Regions from separate parts of the Gasterosteus aculeatus genome. Here region 2 is linked to region 1. Evidence: chromatin contacts called from public Hi-C data. All regions are on one chromosome and are shown on one strand. The core of a region is the stretch at or near the end of the contact, and the rest is flanking DNA. Distances in the headings are between cores, read along the strand shown. Region 1 holds the start of LOC120832843 (tumor necrosis factor ligand superfamily member 10). Region 2 overlaps fndc3ba (fibronectin type III domain containing 3Ba).

The links. Hi-C and Micro-C count contacts between places; a contact is called where the count stands out from the background.
Region 2: a Hi-C map of skeletal muscle shows a contact between it and region 1, with 4 times the contacts expected there. The contact joins the enhancer-like site here to the promoter of LOC120832843 in region 1. A contact is called at or near these places in 2 of 6 Hi-C or Micro-C datasets (both in skeletal muscle).

The regions. Positions count from the first base shown.
Region 1 is chr15:11,164,597-11,172,470 of fGasAcu3.hap1.1, reverse strand. It overlaps LOC120832843 (tumor necrosis factor ligand superfamily member 10), which reads left to right and starts at 3,244. Exons shown (of 6, transcript XM_040199472.2): 1 at 3,244-3,561; 2 at 4,393-4,533; 3 at 5,252-5,297; 4 at 5,408-5,524; 5 at 6,355-6,578; 6 at 6,832-7,673. The coding sequence starts at 3,448. The coding sequence ends at 7,041. msl2a (MSL complex subunit 2a) reads right to left here. Exons shown (of 3, transcript XM_078089633.1): 3 at 7,723-7,874. nceh1a (neutral cholesterol ester hydrolase 1a) reads left to right here. Exons shown (of 5, transcript XM_040200047.2): 5 at 1-150.
Region 2 is chr15:11,282,038-11,289,911 of fGasAcu3.hap1.1, reverse strand. It overlaps fndc3ba (fibronectin type III domain containing 3Ba), which reads right to left. Exons shown (of 27, transcript XM_040199976.2): 8 at 641-699. Among protein-coding and RNA genes, the nearest start is that of ghsra, 37 kb to the left of the region's middle. Within about 2 kb of position 3,326, at least 3 of the 9 cell types and tissues checked have open chromatin away from gene starts, as enhancers often do.

The DNA of each region.
Region 1 (7,874 bases), core at 1,995-4,494:
TTTAAAGTAACATGCAGGTGCAAAATGAATTCTAATTGCAATTGTCACATCTTTTAAACATTTCATGCGGGACACAAGTACTTCCCGTTTCTGCTGCTTGCTGTTGTGCTTTTTGAACAAACTGATGAATAAAAGAGTCATTCTTACAAATTGTTATCTGCTTGTTATTTTCTCCTTCAGGTACGTTATGCAATTTATTATTAAATTTGAACGTGGAGTTGAAGTAGACAAATAACATTTCTTTCAGGGCATATTGATTAATCACACTGATATGATGTGCCAACTATAGCCTATTATGTTAATTGCTATTTCCAAACAGGCCGATTCTAATCAGTAAAAAGCCAACAAAGGAAAGTTCCCTCCCTGTCTGACCTAAACACACACACACACACACACTAAAAAAAACAGACATTTCTTTACAGCAAAGGGTGGTTCTTTTACCAGCTCTCTATGTTCAAGATAAGACATATTGTTTCTTTTATACTGTTTTCTGTTGTCCTCCTTTTCTGTTTTTTATATTTTCTTGTTCATTTGTAAACCCGTGCCAGAGTTAAAGCTGATTCTAATTTACCTAGGTGCATTTTGGGGGTCACTAAAACCAGCAGGAGGTATAATCAGTGCAACACCCCACTCTACTGGACTGACACGAACATGCACCTTCCACGCTCTCAATCCGACACACTCGGTAATCACAGGTTCTGAGTGAGGCGCCTAAAGCTCTTTGCCTTTTGTCTGTATATTTTCTATTGGCTGTATAGTTGTAAAAAGAAAATTCTGTCTGGTTTTGTGTTGTAGCTTTGTTGCCACTTTCAAACTCATCGAGTACTTTCTCTACACAGCCTTTTAACTACTGTATTTACTTGCTCTATTTATTGAATTGCTGGTTTGTTCAGCTGTCTTCATTCATTCGATCATGTGGAACGGCTGCATGTGGGCCACGTTCACGTCCTACCGGGGACACGGCCTTCCACTGAGGCAATGGTGTGCGTGCATTGTGCCGCTGTGGCATTTTTTTGGCACGTTGGTCTGTGTTTTACAAACGAGACAATGAGCAGCTGTAGTGCTAAATGTGGAATTTAGGGAGATTCCATGACTTTACCGAGAGGAACGTGGGGAGGAGAATCCTCAGGGGAGGGAAAGGGAGTGGAGAACAGAGGAGGGTGGATGGTGTGTGTGTGTGTGTGTGTGTGTTCTGTCCTTTAAATCCATTACACCGTAAGCCTAAATATGTCTTCTGGGTCTTACTCAAGCTTTTTTTTTCTTCAGGGGGAAACTGCTTTCTTTTCCAGAGACGCAGCTACTTACTTCATGCTTTCCTGTTTCCAATTGTTTTTGTAACCGATTTCTGATTTAGGGTTTGGAAACTGGTTTCACTGGAGTCACAGAGTTCAACGTCTTGCTGATTCCTCACAGAGAGACGGCGGCTTTTGAGGATGTTGGTGACGACCAACAATTTTTCCAGCTTTTTTTTTTCCAGGGCAGCAATTGCTATGCAATGCGTTTACGTTTTATAATTAGCGTTGGTGTAGTTGTCATTGCAGTGATTGATTTGAACCCCCGGAGGGATTCACGGGAAAGAATGCAGCGTTACTTTTTGGTAATCTCATCTCATTGAGATTATCTGGACTGAAGCCTGTCAGGAACAGCTGAGGTGACTGAGGTCAAAGGCAGATCGGATCCAAGAGGAAGAAATAACAATGACGTGATAAAAAAAAAAAAATGTTTGCCACAGTTTTCACGGAGTGTACATGTGTGCCTCTGTGTCTCTCTTTGTCTGTTTGGCCATGTGACGGCAGACAGGCATGTCTCTCAGGGTGTCGTCTTCCCCGCCCGGGGGCCAGGCGGTCTTCAGGTAACACTCATCTCCGCTACTTCGCTCTGACAAGCCTGGGAATTGACGCACCCAAGGCGACACAGGAACCTCTTATCGCGTCTCTTCAAGTTTTTCAAATCAGTAGAGGAAACAAACTAAGATATTGAATCCTTCTCCATCACCGTTGTCCTCGCTTTACACGCCCCCACCCTCCATTTCCTGTGCAGTCTGGTGGAGCTCCACCTTCCTGGATCCATGCTACGCCGGCATGTGTGGAGGTGTGAAGGTGTCACGCGTGCTCCAACGCAGGTCCGTTTGATTGTCGGCGGGGGCGGTGCACATCCAGGAGCCCAGAATTCCTCCGGCTCCACTCTCGCTTCCCCCACACGGACAATGGGGCGGGGGTGAGAGGTGGAGGAATGAAAGTAAAGGAACCCGCGTGAATCACTGAAGGTTAAGCTCTGCAGATTGAATGACTCCCCTGGGACAAGTGCTACTTGGGCCTGCACATAGGAATACACAATGGCAGGTCATCTGGCGCTGTAATCGAATGGCATTCACTGAGCTCGCTACACAATTGCAGGAAAGAGAGGGGGGGAAAAAAATGCCTTTTTTTTTTCTCTTCTCACTGTTCAGATGCTGATTATGTGCTTTCTACACTCGAGTGCTGGAGGCCAAATGACAACATGCCATTGGTTCGTTTTTTTTAGGAGCAGCCACTCATAAGGGCAAAATTGTTAGGAATAAAAACGTTAAAGGAACCAGCCACAACACGCCAAGTATCTTCATAAAAACACAAACATTCTTAGCACTGATTGCTTCCAGAGCTTCCCGGCTCGCAGCGAAACGCCTCAGTCAACAGAGACGGTTAAAGCCAGTCTTCAGTGGTCTTCAGTGGCTCAGCAGTCTTGAAGTCGTAAAAAGAATTAGCACTGCATTGATGTCCTTTTCGGCGGAAAGTAATCCAATATAGTATTAATGAGCCTCGTTACAAATTGGAAAAGATGTTGGGATTGAAGTGGAATGAAGAAACTTTCAAGCAGAGAAGAGTAAACGTTGTTCAATAGTGTCTCGTTTAACGAGCATCTGCTGCACACAACTGGGCCTGCAGGATCCTACACGCCATCAGAAAAAGAACACAAATCGCCTTATTCTCTACTCCAACATCAGTCACATGTATTATTCAGATTTGATCAATTATTAGAGACTTGTTATTTCAAAGAGTACTTAGAATGAACTTTAAACCTCAACTATTGAACAAACATTAACATGTATATATAAATCTATATTTTGTCACGATACAAGATACTTTTTAAACCTCTAAGTAACATACTTTAACTATATCAATACTATCAAAAATTCGTTCAGGTTAGAAATTAGCACCGAACTCAAAAGGTGTCCGCATTTCCGACGGCACCTGAAAGCCTCACGGAGTTGCACTTGCAACAGTGCGCTCGCGGCTCACTTCACTGTAACAGCGGCGACGTCTCGAGGCTGTTCATTCATCCTCCCTCCCCCCCCCTCCCACCCGTGCGGAGCAGGGCTGCAGCGGAGCTTGATCCGACTTGTCCTCCCCGCTGGAAGCGTCTCTCGCTCCTCGGAACTTTCTTTTGGGCGCCGCGCTGTGAAATGAAATGGCCGTTTCTCTGTCCCTCCAGAGTCTGGGGCTCGTCTTGCTCGCAGCGATCCTGCTGCAGACCATCGCGGTGGCCGTCAGCTTCGTGTACTTCAACCGGGTCCTGAGCACGGTAAAGCACGAGTTAACGGGTTGAAGCATTACGGTGGACGGCTGTTTTAGAGGAGAAAGGGGATAATGGGCAAAGTTGCAATGGTGACAAGTTAACCTTAGTAACTGCACAGCTGTATGCTGATGTGAGGTTAGACGGATACACAGCAGTACGAGTAAAAAGTTGAAATTATGAACTAGGCTGTCGCTGTGTGACGTTCAGTGACGTTGGCAGGCTCGTTGTAGTCTTGTTCAGTTTAATCGGAAATTGTCATGAAGTGTTCGTTGTCAAATAATCTGCTGGAGAGGAGACATTTTGGAGAGCACATAACTTAAAACAACGGCAGGGATTCGTTTTTTTTGTTTTTGTGACACCTAAAGGCAACATATTCCAGCTCTGACACTACGAGAAGGTGGCTGCTCCGGTGCTGAGCTCTGATTGGCTCAGTCACAGCAAAACGCCCACCTCAACCAGCACGCACACCTTTGACCACTTTGAGTTAATTGCGTGCACCAATTGGCATCCACCTGTATCACTGCTGTGCATTCTGCTTAATAACTAAGCGACTTTATTAATATGCATTGGAAATGTGCGTTTACACTAGAAGGATTTGGCCGCCATCACATTGATCTTTGTACAGATGCACAAAAACTTTACTGCAGGTGTGATACTATGCAAACAATAAATCAATTAACAATTGAATTGGTTGCTTAATGTTTGCATATGCTGTTTTGACGTCCCAAATGTAAATAGTAGAAAAACTATTTCTGGATTTAATCCAGGAAATAATGAATATGTAAAAATAATGGCAGATTTTGAAATGTGTGTCTTGCCTACTTAATGTGTTGACAGATGCAGGAGACTTTCTCCCGCAGCAGCGTGTCCTGTCTAATAAACGCAAATCTGCGCTCTGACGTTGAAAATTCATTGGAGGAAAAGAAGGGCGATCCCTGCTGGCAAGTTACGCAGCAGCTCCACCACCACCTGGAAAAGGTTTTTTTGATTTCATACATTTTTTGGTCTCATTTGTTTTGTTTTGATTTGTGATCCCTGATTGCAATATTGTATGTGCAAATTTATTTTGTCATAATTAAAGGTGCGGTGTGTGTGTATAATTTGGTGGCATCTATAACTTCAAGCGAGGCAAAAACACATTTTCTGATGATTATACACCAATGAAATACCTACTTATTGATATTATATCCCATGCTGACAGTAGATCCCTCTTCAATCCTTTCACTCTGTTCCTTTTCAAGACACCAGTGGCCATTCTGCATAGGAAAGTCCACACTACATATTAAATTCCTGTCTAAATCACGTGTACGGTGATCTCTTCTAAATAGCGTTGACCGATCTGATTGAAGCACGTGACGACCTGCTCGGAGCCCAGTTCTCCTCGAGGTTCCCTCCCCTCAGATACCTTTCCAGCTGCTCTTTATGAGAAGTGTCTGCTGTGATTTGGCGCTTTATAAATAAAATCTGACATGACTCACCCAAAAGGGAACATTGTTATTACAGGTCAACAGATGACGTATTTGTTAGAACGGAGGGAGGACTGCATGAGTAATGGGGCTGACAAGACCTCTGCTGAATGTTTATGATCTAAAGATACCGAAAAATGCATTCAAATGGAAGAGGTCAAGATACACTGACCTCCATTCACTCTTTTTCCCTGCTTTCTTTTTCTTTCTGATTCTTGTTTTTCTTTCAGACGATGGCTGACAGATTCCAGAAGGAGATATCTACTGCTATGAGAAGTAAGAACAATGCCTCCACTGATTATCAGTTACTTCTAATCTGGTAACCCTCCGGCTTTTTACAGCAAAAATCCCCCATTTGTGTTGCTTATCTGCCGGTGGTTTCACAGATGAAATGACAGGAGCGGAGCCTTCCCGGACGTCCGGGGTCCGAGGGGTCCCTCTTCCTAAAGTTGCCGCCCATGTGACCGGCGTCGTCTCGTCCACTGAGCCTCCGACTGCGGACGGTAATGATCCTTTAATCTAGGTGGGGGGGGTGGTGGTAACATCCAGTGCGTGCACCTGCCGGAGTCCTGGACAGCAGAGGACTGGGTTTTTGTGTGTCCTCCTCAGCCTGAGAAGACTGTGTTGCTTCGCCAAAAACTTTCACAGGCCAGAGGTTAGGAATGTGATTCAAGGCTTCTCCCAGATTCAGCAACGTCTTTTTGTTTGTCAGGACCTGCAGATGTGCAGCTGCCTGTGCCTTCCACAATGCCCCGTGGTTACTGTCCAAGGTCTCAATTATCGCTGGGTCCGGATGTTGCGGGTGCGGTATCTTCAGAATAGTATTGGCCCGTCCCAAATACAATTAGCGAGCATTGGTGTTTTAGTACAACTACTTGGGGACCCAACAGTCAGTCTCTTTTCAGCTCTACACGTTTTGACAGTGAACTGACAAGTTTCTTCATTATAATAAAAATGGCATAGTGGTTTATTTTTGCAGTCTTTCCTACGTACGATGTTCACGTGAATTCTGATTGGAGAACCAAATGTGTATTAATTGCACTTGATCAAAGGACCTGGACGGTAAAACAAATTTCTTTTTAGCAAAAACTAGTCTGAAATTGGTTCAAAATGTCAAATAAATTAAAAGACCGTCCAACACATTGTTGGTTTTGTTATTTTAATGGCATTTGTAGACAATAAGAAAAGACTGGTCAACTTTCTATGTTTTTTTTCTTCTTTTCTTTGAATGTCAGTGATATGATACTGCATCATCGTGAATGGCCTTAATAGCTGGGAAATGATTTATATATTGTACAGTTGTGACTCTGGGTGTGTGTCCTTGCTGTTGCAGTCCCGCGCAGCAGCAGGGGCTACCTGGGGGAGCGAATCCGGGAGTGGGAGGGCCACAGAGGTCTGTCCTTCCTGGAGAACATGGAGCTGCGGGGAGGAGAACTGCTGGTGCCCCGAGCAGGCCTCTACTACATCTACGGCCAGACCTACTTCAGACTGCCCTCCTCGGGGGAGGCGGAGGGGGGGGAAGAAGAAGCCCAGCTTGTCCAGTACATCTACAAGAAGGTTCGGCTGTGTGCATCTACTACCACTTCTGTGCCAACTGAAGGACAAACGTACCACAAAATATGCCTAGAAAATAGTTTATATTTGAGTATAAGATATCAGTTTGGACAACATAAATGTCGGAGTGACCTTGACTGCGCCAGAAAGATGTAGCCGGTGTGACTCCTCTCTCTGCCAGTACAGTGAGTACAGAGTTAATGTGATAATATGTTTAGGAACGTTCTGATGTTGTTTTTGTGGTCATGACCCACAGATGAGTTCCTACACGGTGCCCATCCTGCTGATGAAATCCTCCCGGAGCGCCTGCTGGCCTCGGGGTCCGGAGCCCGGCCTCTTCTCCCTGCATCAGGCCGGTACCGCCTTCCTGCAGCCGGCGGACCGCCTCTTCGTCACCGTCAGCAACGTCAGCGCCATGGAGATGGACGGCAGGGCGAGCTACTTTGGGGCCTTCCTTGTGGGCTAAAGGGAGAAAACCCTGCCGGGTAAAAAATGTCCTGGACTAGGATGGCTCGATACAGAAGTGACTGAAAACGTCTGCTCGGTCATCCGAGCGGCTGTTTGGAACGGGATTGGCGAGGGAGACTTCTTTTTCAGGGACTGTAAGGATGTGATGAAATGACTCATCCACAAAATGGCAAGGAAGAAGAGCCATTCACTGTGTATTTACGCCAGCTGACGCAGGATTTACATTCTGTTTAATAGGATTACGCGATGCATTCAGATGACTCTGCTTTTGGTCGAGGACACGTTCTGCATCGTGGACTGTAGATGCAGATCAAATGCTGTACTCTCTTGTGTTAAGGACTTCTAACCGATTGCGTTGTCTTCAACGTGAAATGTTGTCGGACGTGTGACAATTCATTTATTTCAAAATTCCACAAGATGCTGAATGTTCAGTGGTATAAGTGAGGCTGCCCTCTGGCTACTTTTGAATTTCTTCTTGGAACTATGTGGTGACGTAGCTCGTGTTGTCCTGTGGCTTCAAAGAGTGCGAATGGACTGACGCGTTTACACTGCTATATCCAATGGATACCTTCAAAGTGGGATAAATATTTTATAATTATTCAGATTAATAAATCTACTTTTTCAATGTGATTGGTTAATGTGGAGAGTTAAACATGTCCTACACACAAAGACGCAAAACTGAAAAAGTAAAAAACTATCATTTAATCCATGTTGTAATACATTTCCATATTATGGCAGTGAATGTTTCAGCAATAAGAGTCACTCCTCAAACAAGAGTTTTGTACATAAGGGAAAAAAAACAATACTCAAAACTAACTAGGGTTCAAGTAA
Region 2 (7,874 bases), core at 2,077-4,576, 120 kb before region 1:
ATTTTGCCCATAAACCTCCAGTAAATGTTTCTAATAATACCTTTTTATCGTTAAAAACTTTACAATGTGACTTTTGAATGTATTATCTCCACCAGGACACAGTAAGTAAATGGAACTCAATGACAGGAGAAGATATCAGAATTGTCCTTACTTATCCTTCTTTTTATTTTTCTTCTTAGTATCAACTATAATAAAAGAAAAAAACTGACGGAGGTAATATGAGGTCATGCGAGCAAATGGATTGTTGCTGCACACTCATCTCATCTCCGGAAGAAAAAAGAAAAACCTCTCTCATAGTTCCATTCTTACTGCCAATTTTAAACCCCTCAAACTTATCAAATGTTCCAATTGCACAGCCTCCTACACTCCTTTGACCTGGAGAAAGCGGTTCCTGGGAGGGGGGGCTAGAGGACGGGTTATGAAGGGTTCTTCAGCAGGAAAAGACAGAGTGGGAAGAGAATGGCAAAGATGAACGGACGCTGCCCTCATGTGGCCAAACTGAGCACAGTTTAACGCCAGAGACAAACTTAAAATTGCTACCCTAATTCCAGTTATGACTGGAAAGAGGCGATGGAGGAAAGTGGTTATAAGTGTGTGTGCGTTCTGCATGCAGACGTTTGGGGGAGTGGCGAACACCAACCTGTGGTTTGTCGATTGTACAAAGCATGTCTTGAACACGCTTTCCCTCTGAATCATGATCTGAGGAGACAGAGACAAAAACAGATGTTATCAAAAAATAAAAGAATATATAAAAGAAATATTGTTAAACTGATCATTGGAAGATTGAGTCCACATATGGTTCATAATCAATGAATTGACTTTAAATAAAACCAAAAATGTCACAGTCCCAAAGTAGGATGTCAGTGATAACTTCAGACTATGGCAGATCATTGCCTGTCATATCGGGTTTGAATCTAAAGGGAAAAATTGGGACTTTCAAAAATCCGCCGGGACACCCAATCATCCCACATAATGCTGTTTAAATGAAATAAAACAAACAGACCTTGTTTCTAATTGAGTGGGAAGAAATCATTAAATGAATCATTATTATTCACCATTTTGCAATCAACTAAACCTGTGAATAATCAACCACGTACGTCAATCACTGACGTCAGCAGTGCCGACTTAGTGCCACGTGTATATGACTGTTTACTACACAACGCCGCTGCCTGTCTCATCACTAAACTCTAGAAAGAAGACTTAATATTTCTCTTAGAGCTTTGTATACATTTGTTTCTCCTTCTTGATACGCAGCGTCCGCACAAACAAACCCAGGTACAGGTCTGGTGCATTAATATGATGCGTGTAAAAGGTGATTTATTGGACCCTCTGGGTAGTTAGGAGAGCGAGTGAGTCTGTGTGTGTGTGCATGTGTGCGTCTGTGTATGTGTGTGTATAATGGAAGGCTGTCGCTGCCCCCCCCCCCCACGTGATCCCCGCTGTTGATGTTTTTCCGACCAGAAGAGGCCCGCTTTCTCCATCGAGTCTGACCACTGTAAATCAACCAGGATGCGTGTGTGTGTGTGTGTGTGCATGCGTTTGAGGGTCAGCATTACGAGATCTGTATAGACCAAGTCAGTATGATGTTATTGGTACATGACTGCATCACATTAACACACCACCACACACACACACACACACACACACACACACACACGCTGCTGCAGTATACTTGTGTATAAAACAGCTTGTACTAGAGATCACTGTACACTCGTAGCAAAATTGATGAATGAAAGATTGTGTGTGTGCAAATGGGTGTGTGTGTGTGTGTGTGTGTGTGTGTGAGATTGTGTGTGTGTGTGACAATGTCTAAGTGTCCCTCTGACAGGTTCTGTGGGTGAGAGGGCCTCACCGTGCCCGGGGGTACACTTATGAGTCATGGCAACAGTGATGTCATGGAAGCCCAACCTTAACTTGACCCTCCTGGTGTGTGCGTGTGTGTGCGTGCGTGTGTGCGTGTGTGTGTGTGTGTTTTAGATGGAATTAAAAAGCAAGCAAAGGCAGAGACAGGGAGTGTGTGCGCGTGTGTGTCTCAGTATCCGGTTACAGGAGATGACTGATTGAGGGGGGGGGGTTAGCTACTGGTAGCGTACAGTGGAGTTAGCAGCGTGAATAGAGTTAAACAGGTGATACACACACACACACACACACACACACACACATCACTGCTACACTCCTTGGCTCATTCACACGCTTTTAAAAAAATGTATTTATCCACACACTTAACCCCTTTCATCTATTTGGACAATACCTAACCTTCCTCTTTTTATAGAATAATGACACAATCAGACACACAGCTCCAGGCACGAAGCCGGCTTATTCCAGCCATTCATCCCAGCTGGGAGAAAAGGGAGAACGCTGCCTGCTTAATGCCGCAGTCCTGTAGCTGCCTGTCTGGTGCCGACGTTCAGCAAACAAAGGATGTTAATGATCAAACAGCACGCATGGCTGAAGAGCAGATCCTCTGGGAGAAATAGGCTTCATCAGGCACCGGAGAAATTATTATTATTATTGTTTTTACATTTTCAGTAAAAACAAAAATGGTAGAAAAACCGGCTCTTTTTGTTTAGACAGAGGCTGTTCCTGTTGAGGATGTCGTCACCGAAAAACGATACATTTAATATCTATTAAAGTAAATAATTATAATACAATCCAGGTACAACCAGTTAGAAATTTCAGACTTACACTACAGTAGTTGGGGAGGGAAAAAAAGTCTGCAAACACACCAAGTTTGTGGCAGAAGTAAGAGATTTATGTAACATTTGAAGAGACCGGTAATAAAGTTTGAAAAACACTACTTCTTTACCTCACCGCCGACTGTTATGACTTGCTGTGGTTGCGGAGTCCAGCTGCTTAAGTGTTTAATATGGAGAACAACCACAGACCTGAATCTCTTTCCCACTGCGCCGACACACATACGCGCACACCAGTGGCAGGCCGTGCGCTTTCTACCTGAACTCTTACTAAATACACTTTAATGTGCGAAGCGACCTGGAGGAACTCGGGCCTCTGTTACATAGAGACACAGGGGCTGAATCTGATTGGATGAAAGCAATGGAAGCAGAGACACAGAGGAAGACAGGAGCTGTGCAATGAGACGATCAGCTAATGGGAAACATAATTATATTATATTATATATTATAAAGCTATGACTTTGTGATTCTGTTCAGGCCAGCGGAGAAGGCCCAGCTCGCCCTGACACACGCTCTCTCTCTCTGTCCTCACTGTCCCTCACCTCCTCGGTCTTCTGTTTATGTGCTGCCCACGCACCCTCACTTCCTCTCCTCGTCTGACCTCACATCCTGTCTGCGTCCGACCGCCTGTGTTTGATTACGGAGGGCAGCCAGACGGAGCGAGAGCGCAGGAAAAGAACAGGAATGGGGAATTGAAGGACGGGGGAGGGGGGGGGGGCGCAGCGGAATGAGCCAGAAAACAGACGGGCGAGGGATTTAGAGGAGGAAAGAGCTGCGCTGAAGGACGGTCTGAACAGAGAGAGGGAGAGAAGACAGGCAAGAGGAGTCTGGGTAAGAGATTAGGTGGAAAAACGCGAGGAAATTGCGGGACAAAGAGCGAGCCGAGGATCAACAGAGAGGAGGAGAAAGGGGGGGGATGAAAGGAGATGGGGCGGAGAGGGTTCAGGGGGATGTCAAGCAGGGATTGCATTAACTTTTGTGACATCATCAGTAGGCGCAGAGTAGAGCGCACCACTCACCTCAATGTACGTAGTAGTACTAGGTACAGTACTATAAATAAACCTAGAAATATAGGTTGCATTGACTAAAAGTAAACTGTAGTTATTTTGTGTAACCCTGAAAGATCTTTTTCCCAATGGTTGTTTGATTCATAGCAATGGACATCAGGGTTAACAAGAGTACAGTGTGTGTGCCCCCTAGTTCACAGTCTTTACACTAACCCTAAACAAAGCAAAAACTTTCTCTGGCCTCTGACCACCAAGCATTTTTTCCCGAAACAAGCTGCCATAAGGGGCCAAATGAAGGGGGGAGGGACTTCCTCTCTCCATTGGATTATTTTTACACATTCACATAAATACTATGGCACGCGAGCTTCGTTCCGTATCTATTCGTCTCCTTCGCTCTCCAATCCCTCTGGACCTCGCTGCCTCAGTCCTCGGCGAATACACCGGGAAATGTTGACCCCCTATCTGTTTTTGATGCAATACACCTACGCCACCTGATTAGTGGCGTCACTTTAAAACAGAGCCCGAGTAAAACTGAGCTGGTCCGACAGTGAGGAGGTTGCATTCCTCCTGCATGACGGCCTGCGGTTCTTAGACGCAGTCTGTCTGCGCTGGGACAGAAAAAGACCGTTAAGTCTTGGAGAAAAATATTTTAAAAATGTGGCGCTCATTCAGCCGCCACCCAACACAGACACACTGAGCCGCTGGGCGTGTGTGTGTCTGTCTGTCACTGTAAAGGAGCAAAGTGAGACAAGATCCCCATCAGTGGAAGCCTCTAATCAAGGAGTACAAAGCAAAGCAGAGGACACTTGGCTGGAAGGAAAGGAAGCGAGAGAGATGGGAGGACAGACAGCAGAGGACGGAGACTGAGGGGGCTGAAAAGTTGAAAAGAAGGGAGAAGAGAAAAATTGAGGTGGAGAGGGGCACAAACCTCGGATTCCAAACTATTATCATCTGTTGCTGCATAGTGAGCATTCCATCTGCTCAACAGCTGGGCTACACACACACACACACACAGCAGAGAATTTGCTGGGACATGCCACAGATTGTGGTTGTCATGGTGAAGGTTGGGTTCTCATGGCCAGAGCACTGATCGTTTATAAAAGGGATTAGAGATGGAGAAATGGAAGACCGACTAGCACAAAGAGCACATAAAGTCAGAGGATGTAAATATATTTAAAATTTGCATTCAAGAAATGGGAATGAGAATCGTGGTATCGTCTTCCTGCAGTAAAGTCATTTATTGGACTTTCTAATTCTAGTTTTCCACAGCGAGGATTGGAAGAATCTGGTATACAAAGCTGGATTCCTGAGGGAGGAACACGTGTGCGTGTGCACGAGAAGGACTGAAGCGAGCCTTTCTATGGCAGCGAAGCATAAGAATCATCACTATTCGTGCGCGCCTGTGTCCAAAATAATGAAATCCAAAGTCAAACTTAACCTAAAACTAAAATAAATAAGTCTCAGTATAAACACTTGAAATTGCATTCTCTTATTTCCCCGGCGTAACCTGATTTTTCTCAATAACCGGGTTTCATGTGTGCATGTAAACAAAGACAGAGACAGAGAGACCTTGTCCACTGCAGCCCTCTCGCCGAGGAGAGAGATCTGTGTGAGAGTGTCTCAACTGCCAAGCGACACAAAAACTCCCTACTTTTCCAGGAAGACCATGAATTTGTGCGCATCTATGCGCGCGTGTTTATGTAAGTGTGTACGTGCCGCGTATAGCGTAGCGGCCTGGCCGTGCAGCAGAGGATTATGGGGAGTGAGTTTCTCAGAACCCTGACCCCATTCGACCCTGCTCTGCCCAAAAGATCTTTAGTGAGTGCAGACTGGCAGGGAGCGGGAGACAAATGCGGGGAAGTAGAGGCGCAGAGAGATTTACTTTTGGTTTTTCTTAAGATTAGGAAGATGGAATGATGGAGATCCACCACTGCGGATAAAACGCAGTTGGCACATGCAAAAAAAACACAACAAATTTGCCAATGGTTGAAATCAATTCACAGTTAGAAATACTGGGTCAATTTCACAGTCATTATGAAACAATATGTATTATGTTAATTAAGAACCTTGTGAGAATAGGGACAAGCAGCCCTGCTTCTGTCTCTTCAATCCCAAAGCAGCGCACAAACAGTTAATGAAAATATAAGTTGTTTATCCCATTTTATTCCTGCACCTTTAGCATTTCTTCAACAAACTTTTCCATTGACCCCCTGTAGTTTCTGTGACTGCAACCGCTGTTTTTTTAGTCTGGCTTTGACCAACCGTGTAGAAAGTGAACCTTCAATGAATCTATTGTGGATTCCAGCCTCTGCCTTAAACTCCGAGACCTTTAAATGTGTTAAGCTGTGCAGCTCCCAACACCGTACAAAGCCCAGTCAGGTAATAGGTCAGGTGTAGGTAGCTGTAGGTAATAAGCCGACCATGGTCAGGTACCTCATACAACCCAATACAGGTAATCCCAAAAAAATCCCCTAAAGTCGAACTTTTACCCCGCTGAAGCAGTCGAAAGGACTTAAGATCTTATGCAACCCGGTTCTGGTGGATACAGAGCGGTCGGATGGAGAGTTTACCGCTTATATCACAAGCTCCGTTCAGCTGGTGGGGACAACGTCTGGTGTACTCATTGTGATTGGCGAGAACAACCGCCCCCTTCTAATCCCGCTAGTCCTGTTACATGATATCAGCGGGAAAGACATTCCTCTGCTGGTAAAGCCATCCCTTGTTCTCGCTCTGTTTTCTGTACATCCCGCCCCTCTTTGGACTCTTTCCCTCCCCAATTTATTTCCATCGCTTTCCTTCTTTTCCATTTCCTTGTTTTATCTCTTTCTTTCATTCCCTCTTTTAGTCCTCCGACCCACTGCCCCCTCCATCTTGCCGTACAAATGTGGCCGTATTTGGGTTTGTGGGAAGGGGTTGCAGTTGGGGCGGGCGGGCGGAGGGAGGGGGGGGTTGAGATTATCACCATGGCGATGCACAGTCCAGAAAGCGAAAGGGTCGCAGTGTGACAAGTTCATTTCACACATTTCCATTTGTGTTACTACAATGACAGCAGGGAGAGCTGGAAGAGGAGCTCGGTGTTAATATAAAGGGTTATGACCACTAGAGCTAAAGACCATGACATCACCAAAACACCACAGCACATTGTGCTTTTATAAGCCTTTTTTTTTTCCACCACCGGCATTGTCCTGAGCCTTTCAGATCACTAGCAGCTTAATTAGCAGTGAAGAAATAAATGCAATACAAGAAGTGTTGTCAGCAGAATACAGGTATGTGTTTGTATGTGTTTTATAATTCTAAATTCAAGAACAGTAGTTTTAGTGAGGCTCATGTCAGCTAAAGATAGATGGCCATTGCAGTGTGACTGATGTTACTGGGTCACTACAGCTTCCTCATTGCTCATCTCTGTTGAGTAACAGTCTGAGCGAGGTTTCTCTGTTGAATGTGTTTTTGTTTAGGTTGAAGGTTATCGAAATTTACAAAAAACACGAACTGGAGATCAAATTGCATTTTAGATGAAACTTGTAGTTTAAGATGGATATGCAGAAATAACAAATATTATTCTGTAAATCTTATGCAAAGAATGTGCCAGGAACAAATTGGTTGAATATTAAATTCCAGCAGGGGTTTTCATTCAAAACATCTTTCCTGGCACTTTTTCACTGTCTTTGGCAATGAAAAACATCTCGAGTTTGGATTCACTATGTTAGTGCAGAACAGTCATGAAATGTTTTCTATTATTTATTTTTGCTGACATTTGCGTAACTAATAAAGAACTTTAAGAAATCCCCGAGAGACTCAAAGTGCATTTCATTTTTTTTACAAACTGAGTAAGAGACAGATTTGTTTCCACAGTTATCATAACACGACTTATACAAATACCTATGACCCTTCCTCTCACTTCATTCCCACCCCACTCAAAAGAACGGTGGACACAGTGGCCGCCGAGCACATCTGGTTTCCCCTCAATCCACAGCACTCTGCAATGACACAGAACCAGAGACGGAGGGAGGAGGGTGCTGGCCGCGCTCTCACCGCTGAAACCACAGATTCTCAGAGTGAGAGACGGGATCTGCAGTGGTGGTGATGCAGAGCCAAGATGGAGGAACAGAGGGGACGGGGCCCACATCTGTTTCTGCTCAGCGAGCAGCTCCGCTCTGAGGAAAAGTGGGCCTGT